4 separate regions of the Mus musculus genome follow, and all the other regions are linked to region 1. The links are chromatin contacts, called in public HiChIP or PLAC-seq and capture Hi-C maps. All regions are on one chromosome and are shown on one strand. Each heading gives the region's core, a stretch centred on a gene start, on an enhancer-like site or on the middle of the called end of the contact. The rest is flanking DNA. Distances are from core to core; before and after follow the strand shown.

Region 1 (7,233 bases), core at 4,424-6,923:
TGTGATGGTGTCAGGAAGTGAGGTCTTTTGGCGAGTGAGGTTCCACCCTCAGAGTGAACCCCATCAGATACCAAAATCAGCTGGCATTTGACCATAGACTTCCCAGTCTCCCCAGAACTATAAGCAGTCAGTGTCTGTTGTTTATAAAGTGCCCCAGTCCGGGATACCTTGTATAGGAGCTGGAGCAGACAGACGGAAACAGTCTGCCAAGAGCTAAGTATAACTTCACCTTTGGGTCAGTGAGTCTGAGCTGGTGCCAGGTGTCTGTGTTCAGTGGGTTCTCTATATGATTGCTATACAGATGATTCAGAAATCTCTGTCATGCTTAGCATGTATTTTAGAGGAAAACAGACCTGAGTTCTCATCTCAACTCTGCTTTATACTAACTTTGGGCAGGTCACATGATGGTTCTTATTTCCCTTACATTAGATTTACATAAAGGGCCAAAAGGCATGATTTTATAGAATGCCAGGTGTAGTATGAGATGTGAAGTATCATCAACACGCGGAAAACATGAATCCTCCTCAACATGCAACGGATGTGGGCTACAAAGACTTACCCTCATACAGGTATACAGATCATGCACTGAGCTCTAGGGGGCGGGTCTGATGCTAAGGTCCTGTTCCCCAATTGGTTCTTGATCTGGCAGTAAAGAAAGCCTTGGGCCAATTGCTGTGTAAAAGGTGCAGGCAGGACTTCTGGGTCCTGGGGAGGAGAGAGGCAGACACAAGGGAGCAGAATAATGTTGTTCATCATGCGTTGGTGAGAGGAGAACTGTGCAACCATGTAAGATCTCAAAATGGAGTCACCACACAGGCCACTCCTACAGGTGGGTGGACAGAGTTTAGAAACTGAAGTTTAGGGCAGGTGGAAGAGACTGAGATAAGAAACTGAAAAGGGGTCTAGAGAGATGGCTCAGAGGTTAATAGCACTGGCTGTTCTTCCAGAGGTCCTGAGTTCAATTTCCAGCAACTACATGGTGGCACATAACCATCTTTAGTGAGATCTGGTGCCCTCTTCTGGTCTTCAGGCATACATGCAGGAGACTGCTATATACATAATAAATAAACAAATAAATATTAAAAAAAAAAAGAAAAGAAAGACAGAAATTGATAAGGGCATGCTTGGGAGATAGTAGCACCCAGCAATTGTGCCAAGAAGGCAAGTTGAAATTGAACAACTGTGCATGTGTGTCTTTTATCTGCAGATTCAAGGGAAGCTGAGAGGGGGCTGGTAGCTCGGCCACTTTGTAGAGCAAAGGCAGGTAGAGCAAAAACTACATGCAACACATATCACATCTAAGAAGGCACCATTCATATGTTAGAGTTCATAGGCTTGCAAATTCAACAGAATTCTTTTGTCAGATGACAAACAACTTATTCTTATGAGACTACAACAAGTTTCAGCCATTGGGAATGAAATGTAGACTGTCACATTAATGGCCCAAATGAATCACACTTCCATCACACTTTCTGGTGTGCACACCCTGTGCCTTCCTCAGCCCTACTGACTCTGAAGTTGGCTTCAGCCATTTCTATATGAACAGTGTGACACTGTGATACACATACCCATCCTGCCAAGTTATCAAAGCTAGGGTCTCTGAGGTTTTTTTTTGGGGGGGGAGAGGGGGCTCTGCCTCATTATTAAAAAATGGCTGCTGGGACTGAATTCAGAGTAGGAAGGAAAGGAGAGAACACAGTAGTAAACAGTTGCTTTCCTTAGAAAAGCATTTTCCTCCAGCAACATTGCAGCAGACTACCATGGATATCACATGTGGTGAGCCAAATGGCCATTGTTAGCTGCAAAGGAGTCTGGGAAATGGAAAACTTAGCTTTTGTAATCTCTGGGGTAAAATGAATAAATATTTTGTGTGGGCTAAATAATAGCATTTGTTGCATTTGTCATAAAACTTTAAAAAAAAGATTTATTTTACCTTTTATTTTATGTGTGTGAGTGCTTGCCTGCCTGTATGAATGTGTACCCCATATGCACCTGGTGTCTGTGCAGTCCAGAAGAGGACATCAGGTCCTCTGGAACTGAAGGTTAGAGGTAGCTTGAACCACCATATTGGTACTGTGAACCGAAGCCAAGTCCCCTGCAAGAAGAGCAAGCGCTCCTCCTATCTGCAGAGACATCTCTCCAGCCTCTTGCTATAGAACTCTTTAAAAGAAAAAAAGATGTATTTATTTTACATATATAAGTACACTGTAGCTGTCTTCAGACGCACCAGAAGAGGGCATTGGATCCCATTTCAGATGGTTGTGAGCCACCATGTGGTTGCTGGGAGTTGAACTCAGGACCTCTGGAAGAGCAGTCAGTGCTTTTAACCGCTGAGCCATTTCTCCAGCCCACTATAGAACTCTGAACCATGGACCCTGTTCTAGTAATAACATGAAAGCAGGTGGCATGCAGGCTGTAAGCTAATAACCAACTGCTGAGCCTTATCTTGTAGTCTAATGGGTCGGTCTTCTTACCCAACAAATTACTTACAGTCAGCTGAACTCGTATTATCTCGAAATGCAGGAATAGAGGACCAGGAACCTAGCTTGACACTGACATTTCCAAGGAGGAAAGAGAGTGAGCACCTCCACCCCCTTGTCCACCTCATTTCACCGCCACTCCCACCGAGGTCCTCTCTAACTTCAGTTCCTATTCCCATGTTCCTCCGTGACTGACAGTCATGCTTGCTGCTCAGAAGTTTGCAGGTCAAATGGCTTAGCTTTTCTGAGTTTGTCCTTGATCTCACTGAGGCTCCATCACAGCTGGCAGACCAGTTGAGGGCCTCACCCACATTGCTGCTGGTTCTGCTGGCTGTCAGCTAGGCAGTGAGACCTCAGGGCAAGGCTTCCCTCCTTGTCAGCAGAGTTGTTCAAGCTCAGTGAACAAGGTCAAGGCTTCCCAAGAAAAAGAGCAAGCAAGCAGGGATGTGTGTCAGGCGCTTTTGAGGTCTGTGTCACATCTTCTGCTCACATCATCAGTCACAGCAAGTCACAAGGGCTGGATATGGTCACACACAGCCATAGTCCCAGCCCTGAGGCTAAGGCAAGAGGACTGGAAATCTAAGGACAGCCTTACTACTACATAGTGGGTTCAAGGCCAGCCTGGACCAAATAGTAAGACTCTGTCTAAAAACAAGACAACGATAAAACAAAAACCAAACACACACACACATACACACACACACACACACACACACACATATTTTAAAGGCTCTAAAACAAAAACCAAAGCAAGTCACAAAACTGGTTTAGATCTCTGAGATGGAAAAATAGATTCTACCCTGCCACAGGAAAAGGTGCCAAGTCACACAGGAAGAGCAGGCAAGCGAATGGGAAACCAAGGGTCATTTCACAAATCCTAACCTCCTACTCTTCTGCGTCCTGGTACTGCTACCCTCAACATTTGCTGAGCTGGTTAACAATCTCTGAGGCCAGGCACAATTCACTTTTATCATCCACCTCTGATGATTACACCTTAATTACACCTCTGAGCTTCAGTCAAAAGCAGCTTCTCATTAGTAGGAAGTGGCTATGGGGGAATGGGCTGACATCTGTCAACTCCAGTGGCTGTCAAAACTGAAAAAATTAACTTTATATCACTCAGAACACATAAAGCGACAGCTATCCTCACTACATAACTCATTCTGTGTTCTATGATGTCTGGGATACAATTTTTAAAAATTATTTATTTATTTTATGTATATGAGTACACTGTAGCTGTCTCCAGACACACCAGAAGAGGGCATCGGATACCATTACAGATGATTGTGAGCCACTATGTGGTTACTAGGAATTGAACTTGGGACCTCTGGAAGAGCAGCCAGTGCTTTTATTTATTTATTTATTTATTTATTTTAAGATTTATTTATTATTTATATGTAAGTACACTGTACCTGTCTTCAGACACACCAGTAGAGGGCGTCAGATGTCATTACTGATGGTTATGAGCCACCATGTGGTTGCTGGGATTTGAACTCAGAACCTTCAGAAGAACAGTCAGTGCTCTTAACCACTGAGCCATCTCTCCAGCCTTCAGCCAGTGCTCTTAAGCATTGAGCCAACTTTTTAGCCCCCGAGATACAATTTTTAAGAGAAGTTGTGTTTGGCAATTTCCCTTCACTGTGACAAAATACTCCAGGCCAATCAGGTTTAAAAAAACAATAACAAAAACAAAACAAACAAACAAACAAACAAACAGACTCAGTCCCTAAAAACACAAGGGAAACAGCAGGAAAGAAAAGCTCATTTGGGTTTACAATTTGGGAATTCTAGTACACAGTCGGTTGGCCTGTTGCCTGTTGTAAGACAGAGCATCTTGGTGTAGGCCTGTGGGGGATGCAGCTCACATCTTAGCAGCCAGGAAGCAAAGAAAGAGACAGGAGGTGGCGGGACATACCTCCATGCCTTCCCATGAGGCCTTGACTCCTAAAGAGCCCATCATTGCATGACAGCCTCCAAGATCCCAGCTACAGCCAGGTCCCACTGAATTACCTCAGCGCTCAAAACCAAGCCAGAGTCTGGAGTTTAACAGTACAACCACCCCCTGGGGCCAGCGACTCCGTTTGCTGACGTGAGTTGGTTTGTTAATGAGGTACTGGAGGTTGAACCCACAGACTGCGTGTGCTAAGCATGCTCTCCACTCAGCAGCACGTCCAACCCTCAATTTTGTTCCTAACTGATGTGTACCTACTTGTAGGCCACAGATCTTGACACCTGCTTATAGTTTCCAGAACGGATTCTCCCATCTGCTTGAAGGCTACACCCATCGATACATGCTTTACCCTCCCCAGTTTGACGCTAGCCCCTGAGGATCACTATACTGTTCTGAACTGCAACAAGGTCAGAGTTTTTATAGTCTACAGATGAGTGTCATCATCAGGCAACCCTTGCCCGTCGGTGTCTGGCTGATTCCACTTATCATAACTTCTCAACCTATGCTGATGGAAATGACAAGATCCTATTATTTTTATGGCCGAGTCTTATCCCATTGTACATAGATGGCTCACACACTTCATCCAGGCACTGGAAACACCACTCTTCTATGCAAAAACAATAGCAGGTTCAAAGGGCCTGAACCTGAAGCTTGGAGGACCAAGTGGCTAACAGGGCTGGAGCCTTCCGCTGGGAGCCTGTCAGGAAGGCGCCTGTCAGGAAGGCCGGTGAGAACAACTCTTTCAGCAGGAGTTTCTGGTGTTTTCCAAGCAGGGAAATGACATGACTGGATTACATTTCCAAAACAGCTTCTCCGGACTTCATGGACAGTCCAAGATGATTCCAGAACTGTTTTTTTCCCCCAAATCTAAAACAAGCCTGGAGTACTTTAAAGACCTTCTTAAGATGTTGCTCTGGGGCTATCTCATGTTCCTCCCCAGGGCTCCTCTGGAAAGCAGAGCCCAGTGCAAATGGATTTGGAAAAGCCTCCTTCCGTCAGCTCCTGTGTTCATACCATCCCTTGAGCACTAAGGGCCCACACATGTGCAGGCCACACTGCCCTCCAGTCAGCCTGTTTACTCAGGGATGGTTTTGTTCTTCCAGCTTGCATACCTTGCAACAGCCTGTGCAACTTGCGCAGCCCTTTAAGTCTTGGAAGCAGCCCTCATCTCCCAAGGAGAGTCTCTCCATCTCTGCTGGATATCTCCAATGCCTGCTGTGCAGGCTGTCTCATGTGGTTGGTTACACACTAGGAAGCAAGACTAGAAGGCTGTGCAGCAGAGGCCAGCCGAGTTCCCAGAGCCTGGGCCTGCTAGGCTTATCCCCAAGAGATGAATTCCAGATGCTTTTCTTCCAGAGTCCTCCTCCTCTCCCCTCCCCATTTCCTGTTGGGGCCCCCTCTCCCTGCAGCTCTCTCTCTCCAACCCCCAAGCCAAGCAAGACTTAAAGTGGAAGACATCACTGTCACGTAGGAGAGTCGCTCCTCTGCAGGAAGCAGACTACAGGATGTGTCACCTCCTCTGGGATGCCTGGAGTAAACCACACAGTCCAGAGTTGCTCTGACCAGTTAATCCTGATGCCCCTTTCTGTCCCTCACTTCCTTTTCCCACAGGAGTGAATGGCCTGAGGCTTTCCCCTTATTTCCTTGGTAGTTTTTCAGACACTTTTGAAGCCTGTAAATAAACATGCTTTTGCAGAGGGGGTGGGAAGGGGCAGGAGGGGAAAGAGTGGGCATGTTGACATGGGAGGGGCAGCAAGGATGAGATGACAGTGTTGGCTGGAGGTCCATGCCTTTAATCCTAGCACTTGGGAGGCAGAGGCAGGTGGATCAGGAAAGAAAGAAATGCTAGGAGATAGTGAGCCACACCTCAAGCCTGTTTCTGTCTCTTTCCTTCTGCACTGTGCGGATTAAAGTTGTCTATTTCCACCCCTCATGGGCTAGTAACTCATCTGAAAAATATTTATTTCCACTTCTCAAATGGGGACTTCCCCCCCTTTTTGAGGTACTGGGGAGCTACCCTGGGGCTTTGTGCTTGTTTAGGAAGCACTCTGTCGTTAATTATAACAAAAGTAGAGTAGGTTATAGAACTCAAGTTGACCCTCAGTTCAGATCCCCCACCCCCACCCCTCTTCAATCTTCAGAAGGCTGGCTGATGTTACAGGCACGGGGCACCATGCCTTGTCCGAATGAGACTGCTAATGCACTCCTTATGTACCCTAGTAAGTCTTAATAAATGATAGCGTTAGTCCTTCCATTCCCTGTCTGCTCTGGGTACTCCATGTGCCTGGCCCCTCCCTTGGGTTTCCCAGGCCACCCTGAGATTGTCCCAAGTTCCCAGGCAAGTAATGCCAGCGTTGCCTCCCTGACCTGGGTAGGGGCCACTTATTATTTTATTTATTTTTAATTTATAATTTATTCAAATTGGATTGCCTTGGTGACCTCCCAAACCTGATAATTGGCATCACCCCACTCTCAGATATTGCTCCAACCTCAGGACTTGAAGAAGCTAATGTCGGGCACGGGGAGAGCTGCTCTCCTCTGGCTAAGGGCAGAGGTTTTATTCCAGAGGAACTGAGTCACTTAGCCAAAGACTCAGCTTCCTTCTGTTTTCTCTATTCCTTTTCCCTTCCCTGACCTTTAACCCATCTTTGAAAGCCAGTGTGTGTGTGTGTGTGTGTGTGTGTGTGTGTGTGTGTGTGTACAACTGTGTGTGTGCATACAAACTTGGGTTTGTGTAGGGTGTGTGTGTGTGTGTGTGTGTGTGTGTGTGTGTGTGAGAGAGAGAGAGAGAGAGAGAGAGAG
Region 2 (6,733 bases), core at 2,149-4,648, 300 kb before region 1:
CTTACTCTTCACTTAGGACTGCCAGTGGTCACCACTGCAACTCTTTGCTTAAAGGCTTTATTTTGTCTCTCCCCTTTGCCACCAGAGAGAATGTCACCAGGAACAAGCTTCCACCCATGGTAGACTGGCGTTGCTGTAGTTCATCTCAGATGGCATAACTCTGACCTAACGTTGTGCTAACTCCTAGAGTGCCCCTTGCAGAATGAAGCAACAGTTATCCATCATTAGAGCTGGCTTGATCTTGTGCCTGTTAAACACTCTTCCTTTCCATACTTTGCACACTTCCCTGTTAATATTATTTACTACCCATAAATGGCTTGCATTTGGAGTCTAGTCTCAGGGTCTGCTTGTTACAGGATATTTAACCTGTTTCTAGCTAGAGTGTGGCTCAGCCTTTAGCACACACCTTTAATCCCTCTGGCTGGAACATGCCCATACTATTTACTCTTAATCCCAATCAATGAAGGCAAAGGCAGTTTGTAGAAGGAAATGCCTATCTTTGAAAGTGTTGTCTAATTGAGTGACAGGGAAATTGATGAATCAGAGAAAGATTTGACAGAATAGGATCTGCCCAGCTCTCATGAGAAGAGAGAGGGAAGGGAAGCTACTTAAGGAAAACAGTACAGGAAAAACAGTTAAGGAAGTTAAGGAAGACAGTACAGGAAGAAGAGGGTACCGTACAGGATACAGTAGCGTTTGTGGAGGGCAGGACAGTAGAGTTGAGAGGGAGTGGGCTTTGAGACCCTCACCACATGGGAGGCAGTTTTACTGGGAGAATTTTCCAGAGACAGATTGAAGAGAGAACAAGCTAGACACAGGCAAAGATCGAATAAGCAAGAGAATGAGAAGGAGCCAGAAGATTAAGAAAGATTGCTAGAGTTAGTTTGAGGCCAGGAAGAGCAATTCAGAGCCGAGAGAGAAGCCAGATTGAATAAGTGAGCTGGGAGAAGAGTTTGAACCAGAGGAGCTGATTTGAACCAGCCAGCTGGAGTTCAGAAAGAACAAGAACGTGTGAACGCAGGTGAACTTATGCAGCAGCCGTCTCAGCTGAACACACTCTATTCTAGATTAGGTTGTGTAGAGGCTAGAAGCTTTTAAGACCAGGCCTAGGCTAGCAGACTAAGGCAGTTAGCCTCCCAGGCAACAATTTCAACCAGAGAATACAAGTTACCTTTGCCTCTGCTTCCAAGAAAACCCAAACACAACCATCGTTAGGAGAAAGCTTACTAAGGGAAAGGGAAGGATAGGACCTGAAGTCTGATGGGGATTTTGTTTCTAAGCCCAGGGTCTGTCCCCATAGCTGTGAGATTCAAGCAGAAGATTCACAGTGGGCTGGAGAGCTGGCTCTATTGTCAAGAGCAAGTACTGCTCCCACAGAGGGCTTGAGTATGGTTTCCCAACAGCGTTGGTATGAGTCAACTATTATGCGTTCTATGCCCAGGTCACTATTTCATTGTTGTTGCATATACAGTGAAGACTGACAAGCAGTTGCTGCACAGGACAGCCATTAGCCTGCTTTAAGCCTCAACCTAAACTTGAATGGGCCGAATAATGAGTAGATCCCTTGCCACAAAACTCATTACTAAGTATTTGAAGCAGGCAGTTGAAGAGAACCTAACTGTGATTCTAGTCTTTCCTAAATTCATATTTGAACGAAATCATGTCACTTAAAGTACTTCTGCAGCAGTCTGGCCTCTCATGATAGAAACGTAACGGTCAGAGGCTAGAGGGTCAGAGGTCAGAGGGTAGAGACTGGGTGTGGGGCTTGAGTATGCTTGGCCCAGGGAGAAGCACTATTAGAAAGTGTGGCCTTGTTGAGGAAGTATGTCATTGTGGGGATGGTCAATGAGACCCTCCTCCTAGCCATGTGGGAGCTAGTCTTCTGTTTGTCTTCAGAATAAGATGTAGAACTCTTAGCTCCTCCAGCACCATGTCTGCCTGGATGCTGCCATGCTCCCACCTTGATGATAATGGGCTGAACCTTTGAAGCTGTAAGCTCCAATTAAATATTGTCCTCATAAGAGCTGCCTTGGTGGGCTGGAGAAATGGCTCAGCAGTTAAGAGCACTGAGGTGCTCTTCCAGAGGTCCTGAGTTCAATTCCCAGCAACCACATGGTGGCTCACAATCATGGGATATGATGCCTTCTCACACCATACAAAAGGTAGTAGGGAGCTGTTAAGGAAAAGGAAGGAGAGGGTAAGGGGGTGAATATGGCCAAATACATGACATACTTCAATGCAAATGTCCTGGTGAGGCCCTTCACTTTGTACAATGATATACACTAATAAATAGAAAATTTGGGGCTGGAGCGATGGCTCAGCAGTTAAGAGAACACACTGCTCTTTCAGAGGATCAGAGTTCAGTTCCCAGCACCCACATCCAGCAGATCACACCTTCCTGCCACATGCACATGGACATACATACATGCTGATACTCACATGTATGGAGTACATTAAAAAGTAATGCAATCCTTACAATGTAAAACCCGTGACCTATATTTAAAGATACATCCATAGAAGGACTTAACTGCCTATGGACTCACAATTTCATGCTAACCAATAAGTGTAAAAAGATCCAAATGGCCATCGGCTGTATAAACAAAATGTAATATAGAACGCAATGGAATACAACTTGTCAGGAAAGAGGAACTGGATATGGTGAGATATATATGTTACAAGATGGACGGACCTCAAAGACCTGATGCTTGCTGAAAGAAGCCAGCACAAAAGAACATGCAACCCAGAAAAGGCAAATCCAAGGACACACAGTAGATCAATGGGGGCCTAAGATGGGGGAGAGGGAGCTGGGGTGGAGTTAGGAATGGAATAGTATACCTACCTACCTACCTACCTACCTACAAGGCTTCCCCTTCCTTCCTTCCTTCCTTCCTTCCTTCCTTCCTTCCTTCCTTCCTTCCTTTTTTAATACTGGGTGTTGAACCCAGGGCTATCCTCCCAGCTAGCACTAATAGCAAACTTGCTGATGATGCTGTGTCTGTGAAGAAGTTAGAACCAAAAGAATCTGGTCCTTAAGCCTTGTGTGCATCATGACTCAGCATCTCTGAAGGCAAACAGGATGCAAGGCTCTGCCTGGGCAACGTTTTCCTCCACTGAATTTTTTTGGGGGGCGGGGGGGGGTCTTCATATACGGGTCCAACCCGATCCCTATTTAGTGAATGAGGCCTGACAGAAAGCTGAATAAAAAGCTCCCCGCTCCCCACCGGAGCGCTGTCACAGCGCCTCAACCTAGGCTCTGGGGGAACTTTGGCAAGCGGAAGAATCCTTTGTCTTCAGACTGAGACAAGAGGGGGAAAAAATCCCAAGTATTCAGCTGTGTAGCATCACTCAAGCATGGCTTAATGGGGAAGGTCTAATGAGGAATGTAGTCTTTGAAAACGCTCGCGTTGAAAACCTCCCAGTGCATTCTCACTGTACGGCGCTACATGATTATAATGAACAGGATTCAAACAGCAGCTACAGATTAGGTTACCATCCCACCCAGTTTAGCCAGTCACAGATGCTGCGTTTTCTTTACTGGCAGTGTTCAAGGAGACTTTGGTCTGTTACTACAATTCCATGCATTAGAGAAAACACCCCCATTCTTCACGGGTTCTATAGAGGTTACAGGAATAAGAATAAAAGGCAGTTTTAAACTACCAAGTGAATCACTGCCGGGCAGCCCCCACCCCCACCTTCTCTCTGGCTGTTGACCTCTGAATACATTCCTGCTCCAGAGCTTAACCCAACTTTCACAGGAGCCGGTCTAAAGCGGGTTTTGAATTTGCACAGATTTCCAGCAGGTACCATTTCTGTATCACCGTATGATTTCTTCTCCAGTTACTTCAAAAGCGTTCATCTCCTACACTGTGTCTCATGGCTGGCAAACGTACTTATAGTTTTAAAAAAGGAAGGAAGGGGTGGGGAACTGGGGAGATACGAGCATGAGGACCAGAGTTCGGACCTCCCGGACCTGTGTAGAGCCAGATGCAGTTGATGCATGCGCAATCACGCAATCACCGCATTCCTACAGCAAGATGGGGAGTGGAGGAGGAGGAGGCAGCATCCCCGGACGCTTGCAAGTCTGCTAGCCTGGCATATACAGAGGCAGACGACAGAGACCCTGTGTGAAACAAAGGAGGAGGGGCATCCAAGGTTGTCCTCTGACCTCTACATATGCAATGTGAGACTTTCATACATACGTACACATCATACACACACACACACACACACATAAACACAGAGGACTCAGATTTTATCTTTGCTGGTACCAGAATTATCTAAATCTATTTATGCTTTCATTCATTAAAATGAAAGTTGTGTTGGTCCGGGGATGTAGCTCAATGATAGAGTGCTTTCCTCCCTGGGTGAAGTTTGAGTTCGGTTCTCAGCACCATGTGGGTATGTGGGTGGGTTAATGAGAAGGAGGAGGAGGAAAATAAACATTTTTTTCATCTTATATTAAATTCTTATCCTTAGAGTAGGCCTACTCTTATTTTTTTCTTTTGTTTCATGCTTTCATTGGCTAGTTAAATTATTTTATTTAAAGTGTCGCACTTAAGCATGACTTACGTGCAGTAAAACATGCAAATGTACAGTTGCAGTTTATTTATTTATTTATTTATTTATTTATTTATTTATATTTTGTTTTTTGTTGTTGTTTGATTGTTGAGCCAGGATTTCTGTGTAGCCCTGACTGTCTTAGAACTCAACACTGTTGGCCAGGCTGCTGCCCTCAGGCTCAGAGAGAGTCACCTGCCTCTGCCTCCCAATTGCTGGGATCTAACATGTGCACCAGCGCTGTCCAGCAAGATTACAGCTTATCGTTGCTAATACAAAGTGCCTGATAAAGCACTGAAAGAAGCAAGACTTCCCTCTGGCTCACAGTTGAAGATTCAGCCCATGATGGGGCGGGGGGTGGGGTGGTGGTGGTGGTGGTGGTGGTGGTGGCATGGTAGCTTTCCTTGGAGTTTCCATGCTTGGGTTTCAGGTTGCTTCTTTCTGTGGTCTCTCTTTGGGTATTCACTTGCCTGGCCAGTCAGATCAGATTACCAACCATCTTCATGGCCTCGTTATAATTTAATTCTTTTAAGGCTTCAGCTCCAAATATAGTCACATTGGGAGACCATGACAGTTGGAACTTTAAAGCTTTAACGGGATTTTATAACTGCTATGCTCTCTAATTTGCAGGAAATGTGAAATTAGCCAGACAATCACAGAGTTGCCAAAGGCAATTATGAGTCTAGTAGTAAGATTTGTTTAGGGGCTGGAGAGCTGGCTCAGTTGTTAGAATCACTGACTGCACTTCCAGAGGACCTGGGTTTGGTTCCCAGCACATAGTGGCTCATAACTGTCTATAACTCCCGTTACAGGGGATCCAACACCTTCTTCTGGCCTCTGAGGGCACCAGGTAACATACATGGTGCATATACATACATGCGGGCATCCATCAAAACAAATGACTGGAATTCATCATAGGATCCATTCAGAAATACTCATGCATGAGCAATTACATATATATTTCTTTTTTTTTCCGTTTTTTATTAGGTATTTAGCTCATTTACATTTCCAATGCTATACCAAAAGTCCCCCTTACCCACCCACCCCCACTCCCCTACCCACCCACTCCCCCCCTTTGGCCCTGGCGTTCCCCTGTACCGGGGCACACAAAGTCTGCGTGTCCAATGGGCCTCTCTTTCCAGTGATGGCCGACTAGGCCATCTTTTGATACATATGCAGCTAGAGTCAAGAGCTCAGGGGTACTGGTTAGTTCATAATGTTGTTCCACCTATAGGGTTGAAGATCCCTTTAGCTCCTTGGGTACTTTCTCTAGCTCCTCCATTGGGAGCCCTGTGATCCTACATATATATTTCTTTAAATGACTCATGAGGTACAGCAGACAGACATACAGAGACTGAGATGAGAAAGACAGACACAGAGGCAGAGATTAGAGAGACAGACAGACAGTCAGACAGACAGAGAGCACTTGAAGAACATTGAGGGTTAGCTTGCTGACAAATACAAAGCTGAGGAGCTTCGAGGAGCATAACTGCACTTTCCCTTTTGTTTTGGTTTTTGGAGACAGGGTTTCTCTGTATATCCCTGGCTGTCCTGGAACTCACTCTGTAGACCAGGCTGGCCTCGAACTCAGAAATCCGCCCGCCTCTGCTATCGGCTCTCCGGGCCTTTTGGCTTCTTGTTCTATATCATAAAGTGTCAGTGCGTCCTCAGAAATGAAAAACGTGGGGTTTGGGCACTGCTCTCAACAGACTCCTTGAGGAAAACTTTTCCTCCCTTCAAAGATCAGCTAAAATTGAATATGGCATTATTTGTCCTCTGTTGCATGAGCGATGGGGTCAGACGATAGCACTGCTTGCTAAGCAAGCAGTGATGGGCAGTTCCGAAGTGGGCATTATTGGGCATTATCACAGCCTTGTCAAGCAGTGGAAGGCAGAATGGGTTTTCTCCCCTCCCACTGCACCTGATCTCGAGTGTTCATCCGTCTTCGTGTTCGGACCCGCACTGTGAATTTTCAGGATGGTACAGTTTGTTGCGTTTAGTGAGCTGGAGATTTGGGTGACAGCTCGATGTGTCAGGACCCCTGACTAGCGTCTGCAATCCTCAGGCGTCAGGCCAGTCTCTTCTAATCCTTCTCACACAGTACAGAGGTCAGGACCCCACTGTTTCCTCAATGTGTTAGCAGATTCTTGCTCCGTGATAATCCTGCGTTTCATTA
Region 3 (6,636 bases), core at 2,161-4,660, 320 kb after region 1:
GATGGATCCCCAGGTGGGGCAGTCTCTGAATGGTCCATCCTTTGTTTCAGCTCTAAACTTTGTCTCTGTAACTCCTTCCATGGGTATTTTGTTCCCAATTCTAAGAAGGATCAAAATATCCACACTTTGGTCATCCTTCTTCTTGAGTTTCATGTGTTTTGCAAATTGTATCTTGGGTAGTCTAAGTTTCTGGGCAAATATTCACTTATCAGTGAGTGCATATCATGTGAGTTTTTTTGTGATTGGATTTTCTCACTCCGGATGATATCCTCCAGATATAACCATTTGCCTAAGAATTTGATAAATTCATTGTTTTTAATAGCTGAGTAGTACTCCATTTTGTAAATGTACCACATTTTCTATATCCATTCCTCTGTTGAGGGACATCTGGGTTCTTTCCAGCTTCTGGCTATTATAAATAAGGCTGCTATAAACATAGTGGAACATGTATCTTTAATTACCAGTTGGAACATCTTCTGGGTATATGCCCAGGAGAAGTATTGTTGGAACTTCCGGTAGTACTATGTCCAATTTTCTGAGGAACCGCTAGATTGATTTCCAGAGTGGTTGTACAAGCTTGCAATCCCACCAGCAATGGAGGAGTGTTCCTCTTTCTCCAGCATCTGCTGTCACCTGAATTTTTGATCCTAGCCATTCTGACTGGTATGAGGTAGAATCTCAGGGTTGTTTTAATTTGCATTTCCCTGATGATTAAGGATGTTGAACATTTTTTCAGGTGCTTCTCAGCCATTTGGTATTCCTCAGTTGAGAACTCTTTGTTTAGCTCTGTACCCCATTTTTAATGGGGTTATTTGAATTTCTGGAGTCCAGCTTCTTGAGCTCTTTGTATATATTGGATATTAGTCCTCTATCAGATTTAGGATTGGTAAAATCCTTTTCCAATCTTCTTGGTGGCCTTTATCTCTTATTGACATTGAGTGTCTTTTGCCTTACAGAAGCTTTGCAATTTTATGAGGTCCCATTTGTCCATTCTCGATCTTGCAGCACAAGCCATTGGTGTTCTGTTCAAGAATTTTTCCCCTGTGCCCATATCTTCGAGGTTTTCCTCACTTTCTCCTCTATAAGTTTTAGTGTCTCTGGTTTTATGTGGAGTTCTTTGATTCATTTAGCCTTGAGCTTTGTACAAGGAGATAAGAATGGATCAATTTGCATTCTTCTACATGATAACCGCCAGTTGTGCCAGCACCATTTGTTGAAAATGCTGTCATTTTTCCACTGGATGGTTTTAGCTCCCTTGTCAAAGATCAAGTGACCATGAGTGTGGGTTCATTTCTGGGTCTTCAGTTCTATTTCATTGGTCTACCTGTCTGTTGCTGTACCAGTACCATGCAGTTTTGTTGTTGTTGTTGTTGTTTTTTAATCACAATTGCTCTGTAGTACAGCTTGAGGTCAGCCATGGTGATTCCACCAGAGGTTCTTTTATTGTTGGGGATAGTTTTTGCTATCCTAGGTTTTTTTTTGTTATTCCAGATGAATTTGCAAATTGCTCTTTCTAACTCTGTGAAGAATTGAGTTGGAATTTTATGGGGATTGCATTGAATCTGTAGATTGCTTTCGGCATGATAGCCATTTTGATTATACATTTTCTTAATGTTTAACTTCAAAGAGTTTTTGCTATTTTGAAATTTTTAAAATATACTTACTGATAAAACAATTTTTTCCTAGAAACTCTGATAATTTTTTTCAGTAAACTGATTGTTAGACAATGTACACAGACACATAGCGTGTTTTAAATACTCTCTCAGTATGTCAGGTGGTATCATATAAGGGCTTTTGAATATATTTCTTAATGATTCATTTTTAATATTTTATGTTCTTTTACTATGTTTAAGTCCCAAAGAATATTTTGTATGTTTTGAAACAATATAGTATTCAACATTAGATATAGGATCCTCAGTTATGGGTAGAATTAAATATTCATTAATGAAATTTTTAGGGTATGAAAGGATATGAATATTAAAGTTAAACAATTTTTTTAAAATAAAAAAGGATGTTTAAAGTTCCTTTATATCTTCTAGGGATGAGGAGGGTTCATTAGAAGGATCAATAGAAGACACAAGTGTCCAGGCGAGCCAGGAAGTAGAATGACTGTAAGCATGCCATGGACACTCTAGTGGGCTCTCATATCTCTTTACTTGTTTTTACTTTTGTGATGCCAGGACTTTACAGGTAACTAGGCAAGAGTTCAAAGGAGCCGTGTCTCCAGGCTGGGTGCTGACAGCTTGCATAACTGGAAAGATTTGAAGGACAGAACTCTCTATATCCAGTGTCCTCAGCAGGGACACCCCCAGTGTGGAAAGCTTCTTTCTGTTCATTATCATTAGCACTTGCAGCTTACTATCTTTGCCTTTATGGTCGATTCAAAGCAGATCTTAACAGCCTAGCTCCACCGTAGGGACCTCTTTTTGTTCTGTTTTCCCTAGCATTCTCCTGGTTCTGTTTTCAAGTTTAGTGTGTGTTCATGTCTAATCGAATAGAACTTGCAGGAAACTTTAGATTTAAAATAAAAAAAGCCTTAAAATGAGCTGGGTTTGAGAGAGGTTTGGAGCCTGAGACAGGTCCTAATTAGCAGGCGGATGAGAGGTAGGAGAATGGGCCACGGATTGATTGGCAGGTGGATTGGAGAAGGGAGGACAGGAGGGAGGATAGGCTACTGATTGGCTTGTGTATGGGAGGAAGGAGGGTGGGCCACTGATTGATTGGCAGATGGATGGGAGGAGGGAGGATGGGCCAGAGGTTGGCTTTTCATTTTTGTCTGATTTCATTCTACTTTCTCTCAACAGCTCTTATCATCATAGGTTAGGGTTCCGGTCCCTACTAATTTTGTTCTTACCACTTTGCTTTAGACTAAAGTGAGGCTAGATGCTTCTGATTCTCCTGATGGCACAGACATTCTTAGTTTTTGTGTATTTTATTTGGTTCCAAAATGTAGGGCTACGGCGCTGATTATAAGAGAAGCAGATCAAGGTCATGCCCGATGGTATAAAGTGTGTGCGTGTGGAAAGGAAGAACAGTAGAACATAGGTGCTAAGCCTAGGTGCTCTTAATCTGAATTCTCACTTACTGCATCCGCATTTTCACTAGAACAATCACAGAAAGTAGTTACTATCACAGAGAAAAATGTTAGAGCCACAGGTTACATCACTTTCTTATTCTTGATGATATGAAAAATGTTCATTTTTCTAGATCATTTCTAAAATAGCTTTGTATACAATTCAAGAGCCGTTATAACTACTCTCTACCTGATGTGGTAGTAAAATTTTAAGTATCATTTTCAAATAGCAAGAAGCTACGCCCCTAACTGCAGTCAGGCTGAGATTACTCTAACCTTGCTCAGCAGGAAGCTAGGTGTATTAGGGATACAATCACTTCCTGTGGCACAGACGCCCTTGTCTGACTATTATAAATGATGACTCTCATGTCAACTGGGAAACCAGGGTTTCTACTATGAACACAGTGTGTGGTGTGGCAAGATCATAGATTGTCATGAGCTGAATCATGCCTGTGTTTGCATAAGTCTAAATGACCAATAAAGACATAATAGGGTGGAGTAGGTCACCCAGGACTTACATCTGAGATAGTATTTAAGGAATAAGGCACACCTCTCAACTGCCTAACCTGAAGTACCTCTGTAGATGATATATAAGAGGTCTTGGGATTTGAACCCAAGACCTGCTTCTGCTATAAAATGAGAGAAAAACCATTATAGAATCTCTTCCCCTTGATGTCATCTGCATTTTTAGTCTACATGCATATTAAGTGCTCTAGGACCTGTTGGCACATGTGATTGGCTTTAGGTTCTATTCTCCTTCTTGATATGTGGTTAATACCTTGGGCATTGACTTCCTAAGGGGTCCAGTGGTCTTACTCACCTTTCTGATTGCTTTAGCCTTCACTTCTATTAAGACTGTTGTCTTCAGACCCCCATCTACTAATCATTTGTCTTGATTGTAATATCATCAGGTCTTACCGTATGTCCTTTCCTTTTGTCCCAGTACCATCTTGCAGTTTGCATTGTCTCTCTGATGAACCCTAGCCCAGATGAGTCGAGTTATCTGCTGTTCTCAGACTTGAAAATTAGAGCTTGGCCGAAAGTCTTTGGAAGGTTCAAGCTGCTAAACTCACCACTAGCTTAGAATTCAATTCTCTTAGCTACCAAATATAGCAGAGAGGAGGAGGGAAGGAGGCAGACAGTCATCCAGTAATCTCTTAATAAATGTAGACTTTCTAGAAGCTAACTTTGCCTCTTCTTGTAACGTGTTTCCCTTTGTCTTCTAAATTATAAACAAAACCTGAACCAGTAACTTACTATATGAGGGGAGTTGATTAAATTGCTGTTGGTCAGACATGGTTTCACCAATTCCTGCATCATTAAATATGACAACTGTGCAGCAGATATCTCTAAGATGGGCTCCAGTCACCAACTTCCTCATGTTCCTTTCTCAGTCTGTCCCTCTGGTGTTTCTGATTGGGAGATTAGAAGTCACGTGACTTTCCCTTAGCACAGACTCTGAGAGAAGAGTCTCTGTGGTGATGGGACTCTGGGGACACTCTGAAAAGCCTTCAGAGGATCTTAGGTGTCAGTTATGCAGCTGTGCACAGCTGTGATGAAGAACTTTTCCTTCAAAAGAGGGCTGGGAGAATTCACTGTGATTGCCACTAGCTCAGCTCATAAGCACAGCTCACTTGTGTTGTCTCTGTAAAATTGAGAATTACCTTACCTTTCTGACTAGAAATGGACCCTCTGTCCCTTGGTCATGTTCCTGGGAAACATTCACACTGCATTTCAATTTTTAGACTATTTTGCAATAGCAGTTCTGGCATGCTCTTTTTTTTTTTGTCTGTGGTTTCCAGGTGCCCTCTATTGGTAGATGCATTTAAAGCTCCAATTGGTGAAACTACAGATGGGAGACCAGGCTTTCCTCTATGGCTTTAGCCCTGTCTTAGTTTTATTCTCTGGGCTTTTTCTCATCTCTCTGGGGACATGCTTCTAGTTTCTGGCATCAATACTTAGCCACAACCATCCCCCTATCTTGCCCATCTGAGAGTACTTTCTCATTTGAATAATCTTGGAACTTGAACATTTGGGCTAGCCTTAAACACACACACACACACACACACACACACACACACACACACGCACACGCACACGCACACGTACACGTACACGTACACCCCTAAGCTCTTCCTGAACGACATAAAAGACCACTTATTCACACCCTCACCTCATCTCAACAGGGAGGTTGCTGCTGGAGTCTGCTTCTGTTCTCAGGGTATCCAGGAACACAGCACACTGGGCTGGACTGGAAGGAATGAAGTTTATCTGGGTGGGTGGATTAGACGGGAACGACATCAACAGAACTACAGGAGAAATAACCTTTACTGAAGATGGTTTTCAATGTATCAGCTCTCATCATTGGGGTTGTATCAACCTTGGGGAGTGGGTAGGGATTTTTGGGGTGAGTGTTCATCATTGGCTGAGGCTGAGGTCCTGGGAATGCTTCATTTGCATGAAGAGGAATTCCAGGTGCTTGCTGGACATGTCCTTATAGGGAGAGAGGGCATTTAAGCTGTAATTTGGCCATCAGGTTATGTGACTACCTCAAGGGTGGTGGAGATGGGGGTCAAAACTGTCACATGCACTGGAACATGCAGGCTCAGAGCAAGGAAGAAGCAATCCTACCCCTGCTTGTCTCAGGATGAGATTTTCAGGGTTTGGATGTGTCTGAACTCACTCTTGCTCCAAACCAGCTCCCCCAATTGTACAGCTTTCTGGACCCACAGGAGGTGATAGACAAAATACATATTCTGACAAGCCTAGCTAGGCCAAAATAATGAGCTGATGTACCTTGGAAAATTCCTCCTACCTCCTCCTTCTTAAATCACATCTTACATATTCCAGCATGTCTAAGATTTCATATAGCTTTCAGAAGGGGAGGGTCTTTTGAGAGTGGCCTTTTCTTACTTTCTGGAAAAAGAAAGTTTAGCAGGCCTATTACCCTTGACCTGGTCTTCTGCATACCAATGCTGCCATTCAGCAGGTTTGGGGTTCTGTTATAGCTTAGAGACTGGGAAGACTATGGTTGGTCCTTTATGTGCATATCCAAGGATAGTACAGAGATTGATGTTCACAAGCAGCAAGCAATTTATGGCACACATGGATTTGTGTGGTAGAGTCATCCACCTAGCGGGGCTTCTCCCTGTCATTGTGAAAGGTGTAGTTGGTTAACTCAGGGGATCATTTCTTCTGAGCTTGGCTTTCTGGGTACAGTATGGCTTTAGTTTGGCATTTCTTACTTGATCTAGGGTCCAGATCTAACATTTCTAAGAAAATCAAAGCTATTAGTATTTAGAAGAAGGTTTATGTGAAATAGTCTGACTTAGGGTGTTCTTGCTGTGAAGAGTTGCCATGACCATGGACATGCTTATAAAGAAAAATATTTAATTGGGGCTGACTTACAGTTCAAAGGTTTAATCCATTGTCTTCATGGCAGGAAAGCAGACATATTGCTAGAGGTGTTGAGAGTTCTACATCTTGATCTGAAGGCAGCAAGAGACTACCCCACTGGGCCTAGCTTGAGCATTTATGAGACCTCAAAGCCCTTCTACACAGTG
Region 4 (6,574 bases), core at 1,782-4,281, 300 kb after region 1:
GGGTCTTTATTCAAGCTCGAGCTTCGGCCACCCTGTTGTCACTTATGCAGCAGGACAGGAGGGTGAAGCCCTGAGCTCAGTTTCAAGCAAACTTGTATAGAGACAAGCAAACAAGCAAGAGGGTTTCCAGCTTGGAACACATCTGATGGGGGGGCTACTATGGAATTTGTTGCCCTTTAAAATGATTGGCTGGTGCTGAGAGCCAAACCATTCGCTTTTATAAATAAATACCTTTAGGTACAATTGTAACTTCTGCTTTCTTTCTGATTGGTGGTTGGTAGGGATTAACCTGGAGACAAGTGCTAGGTGCAGACTTGTTATGGACTATCCTAGAGACTAGTGCTAGGTTCAGGCTTGTTGGTTAATTCAAGTTCAACCTTAGGTTCTGCAAGATAGAGCCTGAACCCAAGATGGAGTTGGTCTGCTCTCTCAATAACAAAAAGGAGCCATCTGTGAATCAAGAGCATTTCTCACTATAAGATGAATTTGGGGGCTGGAGAGATGGCCCAGCAGTTAAGAGCATTGACTGCTCTTCCAGAAGATGTGGGTTCAATTCCCACCACCCACATGGCAGCTCACAATTGTCTGTAATTCTAAGATCTGACACCTTCTCATAGACATACAAGCAGGCAAAACACCAATGCATATAAAATAAAGATAAATTGTTAAAAAAAATAAAATAATTTGATGGTACCTTGGCCTTGGGCTTCCTAGTCTCTAGAATTATGTTAAATAAAATTACACATTTTATAAGTCACCAATTTTAGTGTGTGTTTGATGTAGCAGCCCAATGGATTGAGATGTGAGCTATGTAAAGAAATGATTTTTTTCTGAAGAATACAAAGCGTGCGTTGGCCCTCAAAATACAAGTAGGGATTAGACAGGTAGAATGGGGAAGATAAGAAGAGAAGGATGTATTAACAGAAGGAAGAGCATTGAAAAAAGTACAAGGCAGGTCAACTGAAGGGCTTTAGAGCCTTGATGGCATTTGAGTGATTGCTCATTGACTGATTAAATTTTGTCTTTATCATGAACAATATGGGAGCCAAGGAAGAGTTTTGTGCTCAATGTATACATGGTGATTTAGAAAGCTGGCCCAGAGGTCATGAAGACAAATGAGGGTAGAACAAATGAGCAGGTGGGAAATAGGCTCACAAGCTAGGGTACCAACAGAGCATATGTTGAGGCAGGAGGGCCACAAGACAGTCCATGTTGGGTAGCAGCATTGCTGTAGAACATACAACAGTTATTTTCATTTGAAACATGGATATAAAAATATATCACTAGTAAAAATTGGGTTAGTTCTAGCTCTGTATACTCTAATGAGGCACACACATTCTGCAGTTCAGTAAGATAAAATAAATAGGATTATACATCTGCATCTGTAACACTCCCCAGCCTCATCTAAAAGAGAATTGGACAAATACACACTTCAATTTCCAATGGGCAGAGCCCAGGAAGTATTTTTCTATTGTGTCGGGCAGGATTACCATCAACCTGCTCCCTTGGCTGCTGTGTTCTATGCCAGCAAGCCTAGGATCTGGTTGCTGTCCGAGTGCACTGTGGACTCCTAGAATTAGTCAAGCTCAGACCTGGTTAAGGAAACTGGAGCTAGAACTATTATATGTGTAAAGCATATTTCTCCTCCTTCCTTTCTCCAGTTTTTGGTGGAGTTAAAAAAAAAAGATGGGGGTGGGGTGGGGGAGATGGCTAGATTAGTATTTTGAAGCAGTTTGCCTTGGCCTGAAGCCATGGAATAAAAACTTGTGTGGGTTTTCCTCATGTCTTGGTGCTTCCATCCCTAAGATAACTTCCAGGGCAAGCACATCCTTCGAAGCTGACTGTTTTGGAGGCCCCAGCAGTACTTTGGATTCTGCCAAATGGGGGTTTGGTTCTATCTCTGCCTCTTGCCAGCATTATTTTCTCTGTTGCTGTGATAAAAGATCCTGATAAAAGCCACTTAAAGAAGGATTTATTTGACTCACAGTCTGAGGGTCCAGTGCATCATGGGAAGCCTCAGCTGAAGGAACTTGAGACAGCTGGCTACATTGCACTCACAGTTGTGAAACTGTGATGGTTGCTAGGGCTCAGTCCTCTGGTTTTCATTCAGTCCAGGACTCCAGCTCTTGGAATGGTGTCACCCAGTTTTAGACCTCTCCTCTTAACCTAATGAGGGTAATCACTCCCTCAGTGATTCTAGATGCTATCTTGTTGACTGTATTAACCATTACAATGGGAAACCTCATCACTTTGAACCAGAGTTTTCTCATTTCCAACAAAAGGCTGTCAACCCATTAACACAGGTGAAGAGGCAGCTAAGGGATCGGAAAGAAGGCATTCAGAGGGTGGCAACTTTGAATATTTAAGCAGCAAATTGAAGATGGAATAGTCAAATTAGGAGCCCAAGCCAAGTTTGTGCCTTGTGTAAGCCATCTACTTAGCCTGGGAAGCTGTGGAACCTTCAAGAACATTGCCTCAGGCTTCTCCTAGTGCCCTGACCTTTGACCATAAAGAGTGATGACTAAATGTGGAATGTGGGCTGGTTCCTCTCCTCTAAGGCTTGTCTAATATGTTGTTCTGAGCTGGCCTCTCTGGTCTTTAAGCTTCCTATCTAGAAAACGAACTGGAAAATCCTGGGATAGCCGAGATGGGAGTGGGCTTCTCTCATTTCTGTGGAGCTGTGATGTGATGTTAGGTATAAAGTTCTCACTGGCCCTTGGTCCGCAGAGGCAAGTGCAATCACTCCTGGCAGGCACTCGGGAGTCTGGTATAGTTCCAGGCTTGTTTCTAAACCACTGCTCACACAGCACTCTCTGTAGAGCTGACCTTCAACCCTCTGGTTTAACCGTTGGGATTTTTTTTTTTAATTTTCCCTTTCATTTTCTTTTTCTTTTCTGATAACAGAAATTGCAGTGCCATTCGGTCTGCCAAGAGGAAGAATTCCAGAACCAGCTTGCTTGGGTTTAGACTCTGTCACCTTGAGAGCCCATTATTCATCCTCTGTGACTCTGACTCTTCAGGTGGAGCCCGGGGACTAATGAACTGGATTGTTTGCGTTGAGTCAGGATGTGTACGGCACATGGATAATAACAAGAGCTCTGTTTGTTCTGTGAGCTGTTCAATAACCACATGCCTCACCACAGTCCTATGAGTAAGCCCTATTTTTACCCCCATTTTATAGATGAGGAAACTGAAGCTTAGACAGGCTACATAGCCAGTAGGTAATAGAGACCAGAATAAAACCCAGATTTTTGTTTGTTTTTTTTTTCTCCTCTTATGCATGTCATGTTCTTAACCCCTGCTTACAGGATCTCCTGTAGTGGGTGGTTTTAAAATTGGTTATTAACTTTATTTTGAACACATACCTCTTCACTTTTATGTGTGTGTGTGTGTGTGTGTGTGTGTGTGTGTGTGTGTGTGTGTGTGTGCCAATCCTGTGGGTGCCACCTGGCTTCCAAAGAAGACCCCCTTTCCATGGGCACAGGCAGGTGAAAACTCAGGAGGGAAGTGAGGCTGGAGTCAAGAGTTATTTCCAGAGAGCACCAGTGGCATCACAAGAACAGACCAGATCCCCCTACACCCAGGCTTCGGTGCTGGTGCTGGGCTGAGCTCCAGCTGGCCTCTCGCCTCTGCTCCTTACTCCAGGTTGAGACTCATGCAGCTTCACTTGCAGCTTTGGGAACTTTTGCTCTAATTAATCCTAAGAGTGGACCTGCAGTTGGTGGCGGGTGTTTCTTTCCTTTTCTAGTTTTTTTTTTTGTCCCCCCTCTTTCCCCAGACAAGGTTTCTCAATGTAGCCTTGGTTGTTCTGGAACTCCACCTGTAGACCAGGCTGGCCTTGAACTCAAAGATCTGCCTTCTAAGAGCCTGAATTGAAGGCTTGTGCCACCTCGACACCACTGCCTGATCAGGAGGTGACATTTTTAAAGGCAGTTAGACAGACACATATGGCTTCAGGGACAGTGACAAGTCCATACTTCCTTTACCAGTTATCCCTAAACCTTCACATCTGATCACACCAGGATCATTCACAAACCCGAGACATACTATGAACTAAACTCTTATTTTCATCTCCTCAGGTTTTCCATTTCGAGGCTATCCTGTTTTGGAACTCCAACCAGGCACCGTACCCCATTTATTTAGTCAACATGTCTCCTTAGGCTGTGTTAATCACGTCCCTGTTGCTGTAATGAAACTACCATGACCCAAGCAACTTGGGAAGGAAATACTTTGTTTGATTTATGCCTCCACCTTACTGTTTATGATGGAAGGAAATCAGGGCAGAAACCTGGAGGCAGGAGCTACCGTGGAGACCATAGAGGAGTGCTGCTTCCTGGCTTGCTCCCCATGGCTTGCTCAGCCAGCTTTATTTTAGAACCCAGGACTATCTGCCCAGCGTTAGCCCCACCCACAATGGAGGGACCCCTTCCCCATCGACTACTAATTAAGAATGCCCTACCCCCTGCCTACAGCCCAATCTTACAGAGACATTTTCTGAACTGAGGATCCCTCCTCTCTGATGACTCTAGCTTGAGTCAACTTGATATAAGTAGGCAGCACAGCACAGTTTCATTTGCTCTGCCTTTCTTTATTGTTCATGACCTCAATTCTTTTTTGATCCAGAGTCTCTCTGCAACTTAGTCTGGTTTTGAGCTTGTGGTCTTCCTACCTAAGCTTCCTCAGTGCTGAGATTACAGGGTGTGCCACTGCACCCAAGTTTGAAAGGCCTTCATTGAAGAGAGCTGTTTAGGAGCTTGTCCACTGTTGGCCTATTTGGTTATGTCTGGTGATTTCCTCGTGATTGGTTACAAAAGCATGCATACCATAGGGTGAGGTATTCTCACTATGCTAAATCAGGGAGAATGTAACAACAGATCTGTCACTAGTGTAGCTGACCTGGGTCACCTGGCTAATGTGTTTGCTGGGTTTCTTCACTGTAAGGTTGTTTCCGCCCCTCCCCCCTTTTATTATGTTTTACTGTGAGTCACTAGACCTGTATATACTGAATGGGAGAGGAATTAAATTTTTCCTCCTGGAGGGGGAAATACATTCATGTATTATTTTAAAGTCCTCTGTTATCTATTTTCTTGTTAACTAGATTCTTTCTTTTAAAGCACATTTTAAACTTGATTTTTATTTTATATGTATGTGTATGGGTGTTTTTTCTTGCCTATATGTCTGGGCACCATGTGTGTATGTATACCTTGTGCCCACAGAGGCCAGAAGAGGATGTCAGATTCCCTTGAAGTGGAGTTATAGGCAGTTATAAGCCACCACCTAGGTGCTGGTAATTGAACCTTGGTCGATCACGCAGTCTTCTCTCTAGCACTCTAGATTATTTCTTTATATTAGTTTGGAGTAATAGTGTCTTATTATCAACCAGTGCTTTTCACCTCCAAATGTAGCCATAGGATCCAGCCATTCAGAAGCCTGTGCTGGGGCCTCTCATAATTCCTTCATGCAGCCTTGGAAGCAGACAAGATCCAAGTCTTTCGAGGTTCCTTCCTTGTTAAACCGTAAGAATCAATAGGTCTTTGAGTACATCAATGCATGAGTGACACAGGGGTGAGTGACTATGTCCTCAGCATTGTCTGAGGTTAAGGACATTTCATTCTCAGCACCAGTATTTGGTGAACAGATACTCATTCTTTCTTCTGAAATTCTTGGGGGCAGACTAGAAATCTTCCATAGTGTGAATAAGTTGCCGGAGGGGAATTGGATTCAGCAGCCTTTTAAAAGTGACTGAATCATTCTCTTAAAATACATCTCTAAGAACTCAGGAGTCTTCACAAGTCTTTAAATCATGAGTTCATGACTGCCTAAAGAAAGGCCTGCTTTCACCTTGCCAGGCAGGGACAGAACTGTAGAGCTCACAGGCGTTCTGATTGGTCTGGACCGAATAAGAAGGGGTGCTTTGGTGTCTGAAAGAGTCCTGTGGGACAGATTGTTGATGCTGGCCTGGCAGGTGTGGGCTGCTCTACGTGATTCTAATTCTCTTCTCAACTTTTAGAGGCTCTTCTGTATTGAGGGGTTTTGTTAGGAGGAGCAAATGGGAAGGACCAAGCTTTGGTCGGGTTTGAGGGTAGCTTAGACACTTCAGCCAGCTTACTTGCAGAAGTGAAAGAAAAGAGGCAGGGGAACCTGAGAGAGTTGTTCAAAGGCCTCAAAAGAAGGGGGAATTAGTCACTGTTGCTGTGGAAAATGCCCCGGAGGGGCTCCCAACAGCTCCCTTAAGTCAAGTTTTTAGGCATTCCCCTTCTTCTGGAAACACAGATGGAGGAAAGTCCCTAGTAATTGTGACTTTGGAGGGTTTGGTCCTTGGAAAAGCTGCAGTTAGATTTCCTGTTAGATTATTTATTTATTTATTTATTTATTTATTTACATTGAAACCTTAATTTTGCAATTGCCTGCAAGCTTGTTTTAGCTCTACTTAATTTCAAACTTACGTAAGAAAGAGGCTTAGAGATCCTATGGTGAAAGCAAGTCCAACAATCTTAGTTCTTTGTTCTGGACCAGGTTGTAACCAGGTTTCCACCCATTTCTTGGAATCCTCGTCTTTTGTCAAAGGCTAGAT

Evidence for each region. HiChIP or PLAC-seq counts read pairs in DNA pulled down with a chosen protein or histone mark. Capture Hi-C pulls out chosen DNA fragments and counts their contacts.
Region 2: a contact with region 1 is called in a capture Hi-C map of embryonic trunk, with 4 times the contacts expected there. The contact joins two enhancer-like sites. A contact is called at or near these places in 7 of 39 promoter capture datasets (the HPC-7 cell line, cranial neural crest, frontonasal cranial neural crest and 4 more), 8 of 484 Hi-C or Micro-C datasets (the G1E-ER4 cell line, the HL-1 cell line, differentiating embryonic stem cells and 1 more), 13 of 115 datasets of contacts at active chromatin or transcription factors (embryonic basal ganglia, embryonic hindbrain, embryonic limb bud and 3 more) and 4 of 9 other capture datasets (adipose tissue, embryonic stem cells, embryonic trunk and 1 more).
Region 3: a contact with region 1 is called in a FOXA1 HiChIP or PLAC-seq map of pancreatic cancer cells. The contact joins two enhancer-like sites. A contact is called at or near these places in 5 of 15 datasets of contacts at CTCF or cohesin (embryonic stem cells, large pre-B cells and pro-B cells), 2 of 484 Hi-C or Micro-C datasets (both in the G1E-ER4 cell line), 5 of 115 datasets of contacts at active chromatin or transcription factors (embryonic stem cells and pancreatic cancer cells) and 1 of 9 other capture datasets (embryonic stem cells).
Region 4: a contact with region 1 is called in a FOXA1 HiChIP or PLAC-seq map of pancreatic cancer cells. The contact joins two enhancer-like sites. A contact is called at or near these places in 2 of 39 promoter capture datasets (liver and trophoblast stem cells), 6 of 484 Hi-C or Micro-C datasets (B cells, the C10 cell line, the HPC-7 cell line and 3 more), 3 of 115 datasets of contacts at active chromatin or transcription factors (embryonic stem cells, pancreatic cancer cells and stem cell-derived neural progenitor cells) and 2 of 9 other capture datasets (embryonic stem cells and embryonic tail).

The regions. Positions count from the first base shown.
Region 1 is chr5:92,992,093-92,999,325 of GRCm38.p6, forward strand. All of the region lies in intron 1 of Gm36764 (a long non-coding RNA gene), which reads right to left. Among named protein-coding and RNA genes, the nearest start is that of Gm36764, 13 kb to the right of the region's middle. RefSeq lists an enhancer at 5,175-6,202. Within about 2 kb of position 5,674, at least 106 of the 459 cell types and tissues checked have an H3K27ac peak or open chromatin away from gene starts, as enhancers often do. A contact at or near this core is called in the G1E-ER4 cell line, embryonic fibroblasts, pancreatic cancer cells and 1 more, where this site is marked.
Region 2 is chr5:92,695,288-92,702,020 of GRCm38.p6, forward strand. The region is part of intron 1 of Shroom3 (shroom family member 3); the gene reads left to right. Among named protein-coding and RNA genes, the nearest start is that of Shroom3, 15 kb to the left of the region's middle. Within about 2 kb of position 3,399, at least 77 of the 459 cell types and tissues checked have an H3K27ac peak or open chromatin away from gene starts, as enhancers often do.
Region 3 is chr5:93,318,956-93,325,591 of GRCm38.p6, forward strand. No RefSeq gene overlaps it. Among named protein-coding and RNA genes, the nearest start is that of Ccng2, 55 kb to the left of the region's middle. Within about 2 kb of position 3,411, at least 22 of the 459 cell types and tissues checked have an H3K27ac peak or open chromatin away from gene starts, as enhancers often do. A contact at or near this core is called in the G1E-ER4 cell line and pancreatic cancer cells, where this site is marked.
Region 4 is chr5:93,293,895-93,300,468 of GRCm38.p6, forward strand. No RefSeq gene overlaps it. Among named protein-coding and RNA genes, the nearest start is that of Ccng2, 30 kb to the left of the region's middle. Within about 2 kb of position 3,032, at least 83 of the 459 cell types and tissues checked have an H3K27ac peak or open chromatin away from gene starts, as enhancers often do. A contact at or near this core is called in embryonic fibroblasts, pancreatic cancer cells and trophoblast stem cells, where this site is marked.